2 separate regions of the Ovis aries genome follow, and region 1 is linked to region 2. Evidence: chromatin contacts called from public Hi-C data. All regions are on one chromosome and are shown on one strand. Each heading gives the region's core, a stretch centred on a gene start, on an enhancer-like site or on the middle of the called end of the contact. The rest is flanking DNA. Distances are from core to core; before and after follow the strand shown. Region 1 has its middle 71 kb from the start of NID2. Region 2 holds the start of RTRAF (RNA transcription, translation and transport factor).

The links. Hi-C and Micro-C count contacts between places; a contact is called where the count stands out from the background.
Region 1: a Hi-C map of skin fibroblasts shows a contact between it and region 2, with 3 times the contacts expected there. The contact joins the enhancer-like site here to the promoter of RTRAF in region 2. A contact is called at or near these places in 6 of 16 Hi-C or Micro-C datasets (hypothalamus, mesenteric adipose tissue, muscle and 2 more).

The regions. Positions count from the first base shown.
Region 1 is chr7:43,253,064-43,255,763 of ARS-UI_Ramb_v3.0, forward strand. No RefSeq gene overlaps it. Among named protein-coding and RNA genes, the nearest start is that of NID2, 71 kb to the left of the region's middle. Within about 2 kb of position 1,383, at least 2 of the 54 cell types and tissues checked have an H3K27ac peak or open chromatin away from gene starts, as enhancers often do.
Region 2 is chr7:43,082,921-43,085,620 of ARS-UI_Ramb_v3.0, forward strand. RTRAF (RNA transcription, translation and transport factor) reads left to right here and starts at 1,364. Exons shown (of 8, transcript XM_027971745.2): 1 at 1,364-1,529. The coding sequence starts at 1,469.

The DNA of each region.
Region 1 (2,700 bases), core at 133-2,632, 170 kb after region 2:
CCGACTCTTTGTGATGCCATGAATCGCAGCATGCCAGGCCTCCCTGTCCATCACCGACTCCCAGAGTTTACCCAAACTCATGTCCATTGAGTCAGTGATGCCATCCAACTATCTCATCCTCTGTTGTCCCCTTCTCCTCCTGCCCCCAATCCCTCCCAGCATCAGGGTCTTTTCAAATGAGTCAGCTCTTTGCATCAGGTGGCCAAAGTAGTGGAGTTTCAGCTTCAACATCAGTCCTTCCAATGAATATTCAGGAACGATTTCCTTTAGGATAGACTGGTTGGACCTCCTTGCAGTCCAAGGGACTCTCAAGAGTCTTCTCCAACACCACAGTTCAGAAGCATCAATTTTTCAGTGCTCAGCTTTCTTTATAGTCCAACTCTCACATCCATACATGACTACTGGAAAAACCATAGCCTTGACTAGACAGACTTTTGTTGACAAAGTAATGTCTCTGCTTTTTAATATGCTGTCTACGTTGGTTATAACTTCCCTCCAAAGAGTAAGCATCTTTTAATTTCAGGGCTACAGTCACCATCTGCAGTGATTTTGGAGCCCCCAAAATAAAGTCTGCCACTGTTTCCACTGTTTCCCCATCTATTTGCCATGAAGTGATGGGACTGGATGCCATGATCTTAGTTTTCTGAATGTTGAGCTTTAAGCCAATTTTTTCACTCTCCTCTTTCACGTTCATCAAGAGGCTTTTAGTTCCTCTTCACTTTCTGCCATAAGGGTGGTGTCATCTGCATATCTGAGGTTATTGAGATTTCTCCCGGCAATCTTGATTCCAGCTTGTGCTTCTTCCAGTCCAGCGTTTCTCATGATGTACTCTGCATATAAGTTAAATAAGCAGGGTGACAATATACTGCCTTGACGTACTCCTTCTCCTATTTGGAACCAGTCTGTTGTTCCAAGGCCAGTTCTAACTGTTGCTTCCTGACCTGCATAAATTCATTAATTTTTCATTACCTGATGTGTTCTAATTTTTTTCATGTACAAATTGCCCCATCTTTGGCCAGTGGGAGCCTCTTAAGAATGGCTTTTACATGGTTTCGATTTGACTATTTGTTTTGAAAGATTTCCTCACTATTTTTTTCATGTACAAGTTGCCCCATCTTTGGCCAGTGGGAGCCTCTTAAGAATGGCTTTTACATGGTTTCGATCTGACTATTTGTTTTGAAGATTTCCTCATTTCTTCTTTGACTTAGACTCACTTTTTAAGTCCTGCCCTAAACTTAGAATCTGTGAAGAGTCAGGCACAACTGAGTGACTAAGCACAGCACAGGGCAAACTTGGAATCAGGCATTTCCCCAAAGATTTCTGGTTTCTCTTAGTAGGGAATGGTATTCAGAGACCATAATGTGAATGCCTGTTGTGCTTATTACTACTAAATTCATTGTTTCTAGGTCTTTTCAACAGTCAGAGCAATGAAATATGTTTTTTTTAATTTAAGAGACAAAAAATGAGTTTATACTGATATTTCCTATTCAAATATGAGATTATGGGATTTTTACTTAACTCTGTTGGTTTTATACTCTTAGTAATCTTATGTTATTAGTAATACTGATGCTTCAGCATCTCTTACTTTTGAGTCAACAGCCAAGGTTCACCAGATATTTAAGAAAATCTGAACACTGAAAACAGAAACAATAAAAGTAATTTGAAATATATCAATGTAAAAAACATTATACTTAACATCCTCAGAGACACAAGAGATAATATTACCCCCATGGATTTATTACAAAGAAATCTTAACCTGCATTAAATGTGTTCTTTTCAAACTAAAGCTAATAAGTAATGATGGTACTAATAATATCACAGAAATCAAACTGATCAGCAAGGGAGAAGTAATATACAGATATAAGTCAGTTAGGAAAAACCATGCAATCTTAAATTTAAATTGGAAATATCAGTAAGAATTCAAGTTTCTCTCATTTTCAAATGTGTAAACGTTCTCACTCTTTACTCTGAAAAATCCACAAAACAGTGATAATTCAGTAGCAAAGACTATCTCTTATGCCCATACGGTGGTCTCCAAATACCATTTCCCAGTGAAAAGAAACTAGGAATCCTTGGGAAAATACAACAAAGACGCAACAGCCAAACATAGAACATGAAATTCTGTAGATGTGATCAAATGTTTGATCAAATTTCTCCTACAAATAAATGGCCCTGAAAAAGAGAGAGAGGAGCACTTCCCTGGTGGGCCAGAAGTTGACAGTCCGCCTGCCAATGTTCGAACCCTGGTCTGAGAAGATTCTACATGCCGAAGAGCAACTAAACCGGTAGGCCATAATTACCGAAGCCTGGGCGCCCTAGAGCCTGCGTGCCACAAATACTGAGGCTGTGTGCGCAGCTACTGAAACCCACAAACCTAGAGCCTGTGTCCCGCAGTAAGCGAAGCCACTGCAATTGAGAAGCTCATGCACTGCAACAAAGAGCAGACCCTGCTCGCCACAACTAGAGAAAGCCGGGGCACAGCAAAGGTCCAGTACAGGCATTAATAACACTCTTTAAAACTTTTTAGAAACAGAGGAAATAAATAATATGCATTGTGTGGATCTTGTTTGAATCCTGTAGTACAAGAAATAGATGGTCTTTATCCATGATTATATGATATTAAAAATTATTAATTTTATTACATATGATAGTAGAATTATTATGTGGAAAAAGGGACCTTACCAGTTTTTGTAGCTGAGA
Region 2 (2,700 bases), core at 114-2,613:
TAGAGGCTTGGTCTCTCTGGCTCACTGTTGTCTGTCCAGTATCTGAAAGCAGATGGGGACTGAATCAGGAAGGATCTTAAATATGATAAGGAGTTTTGATGATTGCTAGAAGGCAATGAGGACCCACTGAAAGATACTAAGCATTAAACTGTTATGGACAGGTTTTTGTTTTAGGAGGTTTTTATTTTACAAAATCACTATCATTGCTGTGTGGGGGAGTGGGCTGGAGAAGGCAAAACTGGCTCTAAGAAATCAGATAATTAGAGCAAGCAAAAATTATGAATCCCTGATTTGAGGTAGCAACAGTGAGGTTGGGAAGAGGTGAGGAATTTGAGAGGCAGAACAGCAGGAATCAAGGAGCTACTGGATGTTGTAACTGCAGTCAGAGGGAGTAAAGGGTAAGTCCAGGTTTCTGGCTTCAAAATTTCGTGGTTGCTAGACATGTCAGGAACTATCACGTAGTATTACAGTTGTATGTTTATCTATGGACCACTCCTAACAAGTCATGTGTATGCATACTCAGTCGCTTCAGTCGTGTCCGACTCTTTGCGACCCTACAGACTGTAGCCCGCCAGTGCATGGAATTTTCCAGGCAAGAATACTGGAGTGGGTTGCCATTTTCTTCTTCAGGGGATCTTCCCAACCCAGGGATCAAACCCAGGTCTCTTGCATTGGCAGGCGGGTTCTTCTACCACTAGCGCCACCTGGGAAGCCGAAGGAGTCATAAAGTGGTGGTTTGAGTGAGTGAAGTCACTCAGTCGTGTCCGACTCTTTGTGACCCAGTGGTCTGTAGCCTACCAGGCTCCTCCATCCATGGGATTCTCCAGGCAAGAATACTGGAGTGGGTTGCCATTTCCTTCTCCAGGGGATCTTCCCGACCCAGGAATCGAAGCCAGGTCTCCCACATTGCAGGCAGATTCTTTCCCGACTGAGCCAGGAGGGAAGGCCCAGTCATAAACGGACCTTGCTAAAAGTCTTTGTATTAGCCTTGTTAGAAGAGCACCTATTATGTAGGAGGCATATAATTAAATGAATGAATGAATGAATACACTGAAAATACTAAACAGTTTGTATGGTCCAATAAGAGGTATGGCCCATAGCAGAAATTCTAAGGATACTGTTCTTTGCGTGCTGTTATCAAGACCGCGAAGAAAGCAAGCGGTAACTATGTTTCTCAGTTGCTCTCTGCCTATTGTACAACTAGAAAGCTGACAATAAAGTTTATTTAAGCGTCGACGTGCCCCGACGTGGCCCCGCCTCCCCAGCCAGAGCCGCGATTGGTGGGCATTGTCCAGAGGCTGCCGTTCCTAAGCCACGATTGGCTAAGGCCGCCGTCATTTCGGAGCTCCCGGTGCCCGCCCGCCTTCTCGTCGCGTCACCCGTGTCTGCGCCTCCTGCTTCTCCTTGCCTTGCCTCGCCTCGCCTCTCCCGGCCGCATCCCGGGGGACCGGAGCGAGCAGCGGGGACCATGTTCCGACGCAAGTTGACGGCCCTTGACTACCACAACCCTGCCGGCTTCAACTGCAAAGGTGAGGCGGCGGCCCCGGGCCCGCAGCGCGTCCGTGACCGGCCGGCCGCCGCTTTCTCAGCGCCGGCTCCTGGGCTCTCCACCCGGACCGTCCGCGGCCTTGTCTCCCCGGCGCCCCTCTCCTCTTGGCCCCGAATACCTCTGCTTTCTCCCATCCTTCCTTCTCCGCTACCCACTCTTGCCTCGGCATCGCCACTTTCTGCACTTGCTAAACTCCAGACACCACCCCCACAGCCCTCGCCCGCGCCCTCAGCACTCTAGAAGGAAAGTCTTCGCTTTTTAACTTAGCCCTTCAGCCCCGTGTTTCACGGGTGATTGGGCGATACCCTGAGCACCTGCTGGGGTCGGCACAGTGCTGGAATTCGAAGAGAAAAACCGAGTAACTTGAAGACTCGTTCAGGGAACTAAGGAGGGGAGGGATTAGGAATAAGGGCAGTTAGAACCCATCCAGTAGTTTGAGCCCAAGACAAAAATGAAGTCCAAGACAGTGTTGGGGTGAGCGCGTGTATTAACGAGCTAATTACAGTGTGGGGGTTGTGGGGGGGGGGAGTTAATAGATGAGCGGGGCGGTTGAATTGTAAATACAAAGGTGTTTGGGATTTCACAGCTTGAAACTGTAGAAAGTATTAAGATTGCTACCCACTGCTACTCACCTGTCGCCCACGACTACTTATTTTCTTCCAGAATTCTTGGCCTGTGGTAGATTAAGTTTGAAAGGGATCACGTAACACCTGGGATGTTAAGACCATTGTGTATTCTCAAGACTTGGGGAAGCTGGAATTTGAACTCAAGCTTGAACTTGAAAATTGAAGATGATTTCCAAGCAGGATGACAGTGTTTTGTCATCTCCTGTAGAAGCATGTCATCTTACAGAATCTTGTTTTTCTGCTTTGCCTTTTATTTAACAAAAAAGGTTCAGTAGGAATAGAGCTTAGATATGGTTTTGAAACTTTGAGCCTCAACTTTTTCACTGGTAAAATGGGGATATTACTTACCTCAAAAGCATATGGAAGGATTAAATGAAACCACATGCACACTATTTCATGAATGTGTTTAATGTCCTTAATAGCAAATGACAGTGATAGTCGGTATCCTTGTTGTGATCGCCATTTAATTTCTTGTACTTTATTGTTGCTATTAATTTAACCTTGCACAGTCCATTCTCCCCCTTT